Linked DNA regions of Mus musculus: region 1 is linked to region 2. The links are chromatin contacts, called in public Hi-C maps. All regions are on one chromosome and are shown on one strand. Each heading gives the region's core, a stretch centred on a gene start, on an enhancer-like site or on the middle of the called end of the contact. The rest is flanking DNA. Distances are from core to core; before and after follow the strand shown.

What was found. A called contact is a pair of places that touch in the nucleus more often than the background predicts.
Region 1: a contact with region 2 is called in a Hi-C map of cranial neural crest, with 2.4 times the contacts expected there. The contact joins two enhancer-like sites. A contact is called at or near these places in 1 of 39 promoter capture datasets (the C10 cell line) and 15 of 484 Hi-C or Micro-C datasets (the C10 cell line, the C2C12 cell line, the HL-1 cell line and 8 more).

Annotation. Positions count from the first base shown.
Region 1 is chr3:40,440,101-40,442,998 of GRCm38.p6, reverse strand. All of the region lies in intron 3 of Gm30184 (a long non-coding RNA gene), which reads left to right. Among named protein-coding and RNA genes, the nearest start is that of Gm30184, 12 kb to the left of the region's middle. Within about 2 kb of position 1,373, at least 20 of the 459 cell types and tissues checked have an H3K27ac peak or open chromatin away from gene starts, as enhancers often do.
Region 2 is chr3:40,395,643-40,398,589 of GRCm38.p6, reverse strand. No RefSeq gene overlaps it. Among named protein-coding and RNA genes, the nearest start is that of Gm30184, 57 kb to the left of the region's middle. Within about 2 kb of position 1,594, at least 5 of the 459 cell types and tissues checked have an H3K27ac peak or open chromatin away from gene starts, as enhancers often do.

The DNA of each region.
Region 1 (2,898 bases), core at 124-2,623, 45 kb before region 2:
TGTTGGTGGTCATGGGAGTCAGCACCTTAAACGACTGGATATGAACATGGTGGTCACCTAAGTGTCAGCTCCGCTCTTCTGACGCTCTGTTCGGCTAAGATGGACTCCTCTTCATGGCACAGCAATTGCAGCTAACACGGTTGACCACTGGACTGCCAACGCACAGGGCAGGCTGAGCAGACCACATGAGTTATCTCTCATAGATTGAGGCCTTCAACACAAATTCTTAAGATTTTTCCTTTAGACTCACAACAATATGCTTGCTTTGCCTCCCAAGCTCTGGGATTAAAATGTGCCACCGCATGTCTTGTTTCTCTTGTAAAAAAAAAAAAAAACCAAACAAACCCATTACTTTGTTTATGAGTAAGCCTGTGTGAATATATGCAACATATGTGAGTCCAGGGAAGCCAGAGAGGACACCAGTTTCCTTGGAGCTGGAGTTACAAGTGATTGTAAGCCACCTGATGTGAGAGGAATCAAATTCAGGTCCTCTGCTATGGCATTGTCGCTCCTACTGCTAAGCCATGTTGTTGGCCCCTGTTGCTCATCGAGAATCCACAGAAGAGATTATAGAAATGGAAATGCATGACGAGGTGTTGTGAGAACGTTAAATTCTAGTACTTCCAACCCTGTGAAAGCAGTATTTCCTTGAAGCCACTCTACCTTATGGTCCCTGAGGAGAGGAGAACCAATGTCTTGGGGAGAAGATGGATGTATACAAAGCTAAGAAAGGCCACATGCATGCAAAGGCAGGGCCAGAGAGGTGGTTGCTCACAGCCCAGTGTCTGGCCTTCTTGCCTCTTTTTGGGGTAAATCTTAGTAGGTCTGAGAGGCGATTCAAAGCTAGGAGTCCGGGGAATCACTCAGGGAAACAGCTTCATGTCTAGATGGGACATGAAGACAACAGTCCCATGTCTGTTCAGGTATGAGGCTGTCTCAGGAGCTAGAGGACTGTTCATGGACAGGCCCAGAGAGTCATGGGACATTTACTGAGTAAATCAAGGAGGACGGTACTAGGGATGGAGCTAGGATTGTGTGTCAGCCTGAGCAGGGTCTGGCCTAGAAGCTGTTTCTTGAACTTCCTGGACCCATGTGGGTAAGGAAGTCCAGTGTGTCCCCATGGCCATGGTGGAGTGCCCTGGGCAGAGACCAACACTGTCTTCACAGTTAATCACATATTGTGCTCGAGCGACTGCTCAGTCAGGAGTCACTGACCTGGGAGTGTGTGCATTGGGAGAAAAGGACTGACTCCCACGAATGGTTTTCTTTTTGCTTCTACTTTCAATGAGTGCAGATGCCACACCACAGTATCTCAGGGGCAGGAAGGAGCCGAGTAGTTAGGAGCTGTGTGAACGTGTACCTTTTAGCATCACAAGGCATAATTGGTACTAAGACAAATCTAACAAAAGGAACCTTGATGGGGGCGGGGCGCGGGGAGGTACCTTTGTTTGTCCTTGGTGACTTTTCTTCCTAGAAACACCCAAGCCTACCACAGATTTAGGTCTATGCTGAGCATACAATTTCCTGTTCTAAATGTTTGTGCGCCTTCTTTTTTTCTGAGTATTTCCACAGTTTTTCAAACTGCCACAGTTTTTCAAAACAGCCATGACTTGCTTGTACTCTTCCCCCTCCCCCTTCCTGTCCTGAGTACTTCTCCTGGCCTCTTTATGGCTGCAACTGTCTCCTTTATGCCTCTCCTGGGGGCGTCGGGCTTCCTCTTCTCAGTCAAGCTTGTATTTGGGGAAGCTTTTGAGAAATGCAGCCTCCACTCAGACCTCGGGATGTTGCTGCCTACACGCTGTTTCATTTATGAATGCCTGTCTGCTCCAGGAACTGAAGTGGATTAGGAAGTAGTAGGCAGACTGCCTTGAAATTCCATGTCAACATAAGTACTAATTAGAGAGAAGTTTTCCAGAGAGTAATGCTGTAACAAACCTTGTATTCAAGGAAGTTGAGGCAAACTGAAAATCTTAAAGTTCAGATGAGAAAGGATACTTAAGCTTTCTGAATCAGTCACTCCGGGCAGACAGCGTTGCTAACAAGGGCTGTGATAATCCAAGATGAAATAGTCACCAGGAAGAAGTCTTTGTAATATCTCTCTCTCTCTCTCTCTCTCTCTCATCTCTCTCTCTCTCTCTCTCTCTCTCTCTCTCTCTCTCTCTATATATATATATATATATATATATATATATATATACATATACATATGTACATGTGCATGTGTGTACAGACATGTCACTGTGTGTAAACACATATGCATATGATTATGTGTGTGCATGTGAAGATTAGGTATCAAGGTGGGTGTCTAAGTAGGAGACAAGGAAACTTTATTTTAAAACCAAATCATTTGAAAAATATATCAAAGGCTTGACATAGCAAACAGAATCAGACATGTGTATTCTTGTTTCAAGTAATAATCTAAATGCCATGCTGGGACAGCAACACTGCACTACAAAGCCCCAGGCCACAATGGCATTTGGTAAGGAGTGGGCCTGTCTCGCTCTGTAATGGTCCTAGCTTACTTTGGCCCAAATCGCTTACTTTTAAGCTTCCTTTCTGCTAGCGATTACCTCTACAGGACTCTGTGAATTTGGGGGCTGAGTAATACCAGGCTTGGACTTTTATCCTGGAAAATCTATGTTTTCCCAAGTCCAGTGCTTCTCCACAGTTCCTGTTTTCTCTTTACTCTCAGCTACTGAAAGGCGAGTGACAATCAGGACCCCTGCTTTTCATGGAGATGTGTCACTTTGCCACAGAAGTCAGTGAAGGAAGCCGGTTCCCCCACACAGTGTGACACTCTCCGGCTTCTTTAGGAGCCTCCAGAATGACAGAATTTGAAGAAACAGACATTCCCATCTTGATGGCCAGAAAATACAAAGATCCTCTAGAAGTTATTCA
Region 2 (2,947 bases), core at 345-2,844:
GAACAAGAGAGGGAGAGGTGGGAGCAGCAGTCTTAGCCCGGAGGGGTGGGTCTGAGTGATTTATGATGGGCCAGGGGAAGTGGGGGGCCTCTTCCACACTTCTCAGGAAGGCCGCGATGAGTTGCAGTAACAATCCCTTGACTACTGCAGCCTTGTTCAAATAAGTCCTTCTGTATTCCAGCTTCCTTTCAAGCTCATGAGCGGTACCCACCTCAGCTTAAACGGCCAATCGGTTTCTTTCTGCCTCGAAGAAGGAAGTCTCTGAGGAGCTTTGCAATTTTACTAGCTCAAGAACGTCAACACTCAGCCTGGACCAGATCGGTCACGGAGGCAGCAGTTGCTCTTTGTGAAAACACATCTCTCCTCGGGCTTTAAATCACAGCGTTTCCCTCTCTGCCACTGGCTTTCTCCGTGGAAACGGACTGTAGTTTGATTACTTCTCTACCACTCATCCAAGAATTCCTGACTCCTGTGGGAATTGAATGCAAACCCGGAATGATGTTTGATTTTCTTCTCATGAATGGCAGAAGAGGGACAATCCCAAACACTCTTCCAGCGTCATTAGGAGGAAATACCTCATGAGATCGTGAGGCATCAAATTTGACTTTCTCGGAGGATTTTGTATTCAGAGATGCTGGTCCGAGAGACTGGTAGAACCAGGGTTCTCAGGTATATGGCATTGTCTCAGTTAGGATTACTCATGCTGTTATGAAATACCATGACCAGAAGGAACTTGGAGGGAGATTTATATGGTCTATATATCCCGAATCACAGACCATTGCCAGAAGCTAAGACTGAAACTCAAACCAGGCATAGGTAGGAACCTGGAAGCAGGAGCTGATGTAGAGGCTGTGAAAGAGAGCTAAACTGGCTCACTTCCTCAGCCTGTCTTCTTACAGAACCCAGAACCATAAGCCCTGAGACGGACCCACCCACAGTTGGTGGGCCCCGGCACACCAATAACTAGTTAAGAAAATGCCCCGTATGCTTGCCCACAGGCTACTCTTATGGAGGCGTTTCCTCAATCGAGCTTCCTTCCTTTAAAATGGCTTCAGCTTGTGTTAAGTTGACATAAAACTAGCCTGTACAAGCAGGCTGGGGACACAGTCTTGAAGGTCATGAACTTGGGAGCCAGGCCACATTAGGCTCTAATGCTGACTTGGGCACTTAGACTTTGTATACCTGGTGCAGGTTCCTTAAACTTTCTCTGCCTCAGTTTCCTTACCTGTTCATAAGGATAACAATAGTCCTGGCTCCCGAGGACACTCTGAGGATTCAGTCATGACAAATGTAAAACACTTAGACAGGTTTATTACATATTCTGTGTTACTACCTACTATTTGTGACTAAATGGTGAATCCTGAGATTCTCGAGAAAGAAAGGACCAAGTCCACATTTTTTTTTTTTTTCAATTTAAAGCAAACTGTATTTGGGAGTACTTGAGACTGGCCAGCTGGCTGTCTCTCCCTAAGTCAGGGTTTGAGCGAGCAATCTCCACTGGCTCCTTGAAGTCCCTCTTATAGGAGAGATAAGGTATTCATAGGGGTGAGAGGGTTGGTGGTTACTCTCTGTTAAAAGGATACAAGGAACAAAGGCAAGGATGTAATTCAAGTGAACTGGAGGTTCCAAGCAGTAACAAAGGCAAGGATATACATCAGTGAATGTGGGTTACAAGCAGTTTATGTCAAACCAGGAACTTGCTCCTGATTGTGAATAGAAGCCTTAATTAGCAGGGACATAACACAGGACAAATGGCCTTAGAAGCCTTAATTAGCAGGGACATAAAATGAGGCAAACTTAACTTATCTTTTAGCTAGGATTTAGGACCAAATGGGAGCTTCTTTTGAACGGTTTTAGCTGTAAGCAGAGCAAGCACTTTTTCCATAAGGTGTATTCTGTTTTGGTCTTACATCCACCTGGGCGGTATTTGTTCCGGTTCTGTCTCCCATAAACATTCTCTGGTGTGTTTGCTGGACGCTTGCATTTGCCCCCTTCCCTCCCTGACTTTGTCCCTGGCAGATGACTACCAGTTGTGAGCAGTATTTTCTGAACCCTCTTTCCAGCTGATTTTAATGCTGGGCTCAGCCAGGGGAGGATCTGGGAGTGTGGATGGGTGGAGGGGAAGGGAGGCATGCATCTCCTCTCGTGCTTCCATGCAGTGTTTGCTCCTGCAGTGGAACGGCTTCTGTAAGCTTCAGCTCCTGTCTTGCAGCCGCTTCTGCAATTCTTGCTCTCACTGGGTCCCATTTCAGCTCTGGAGTGCCACCACTTCCCTGGGAGAGCCTCTGGATGCCCCCAGAGTCCTTTGTTTGTTAGCTCAGTCTCCTCTGTGCCTCTAACATAATTAGTAAGTGTTAGTAAGTGGCCAAGTCAGCATTGGAACCTACAAGGCCGGGCTCTAAAGTTTATGGTCTTTAAGACCGTGTCCCCTGCCTGTCTCTGCTGGATGGTTTCATGTCACTTGACACAAGTGAAAGCCATCTGAGAGGGTGTGAACTTCAATTAAGAAAAACATATCCATATGATTGGCAAGCCTGTACGGCATTTTCTTAATTAGTCATTTGCCCCAGAATCTCCCCATCTGAAGGGTGGGCCTGGAGAATCTTGTTTTCTACTGGGCTTTGACCCATAAGTATGCTATAATTTCATATTTTAATTAGACAGGTTTTAGAATATCCCATCTCTGAGTCTGTTCTTACTAACAAATGGAGAAAGCTTCATTTAAAAGATATGATTATAGATTAGAATACCATTCTTATTTCTTTCTCTGGATTCTTTAAAACATTAATACCTTAATGCATAAAATCTATTTTATTTCATATGTATGTGTGCCTGAGGGTATGCGTGTGTATTACATATATGCAGAAGCCCACAGAAGCTAGAAGAGGGCATTGGATATCCTAGAACTGGAGTTACAGATGGTTGTGAGCCTCCACGTGGAGGTTCC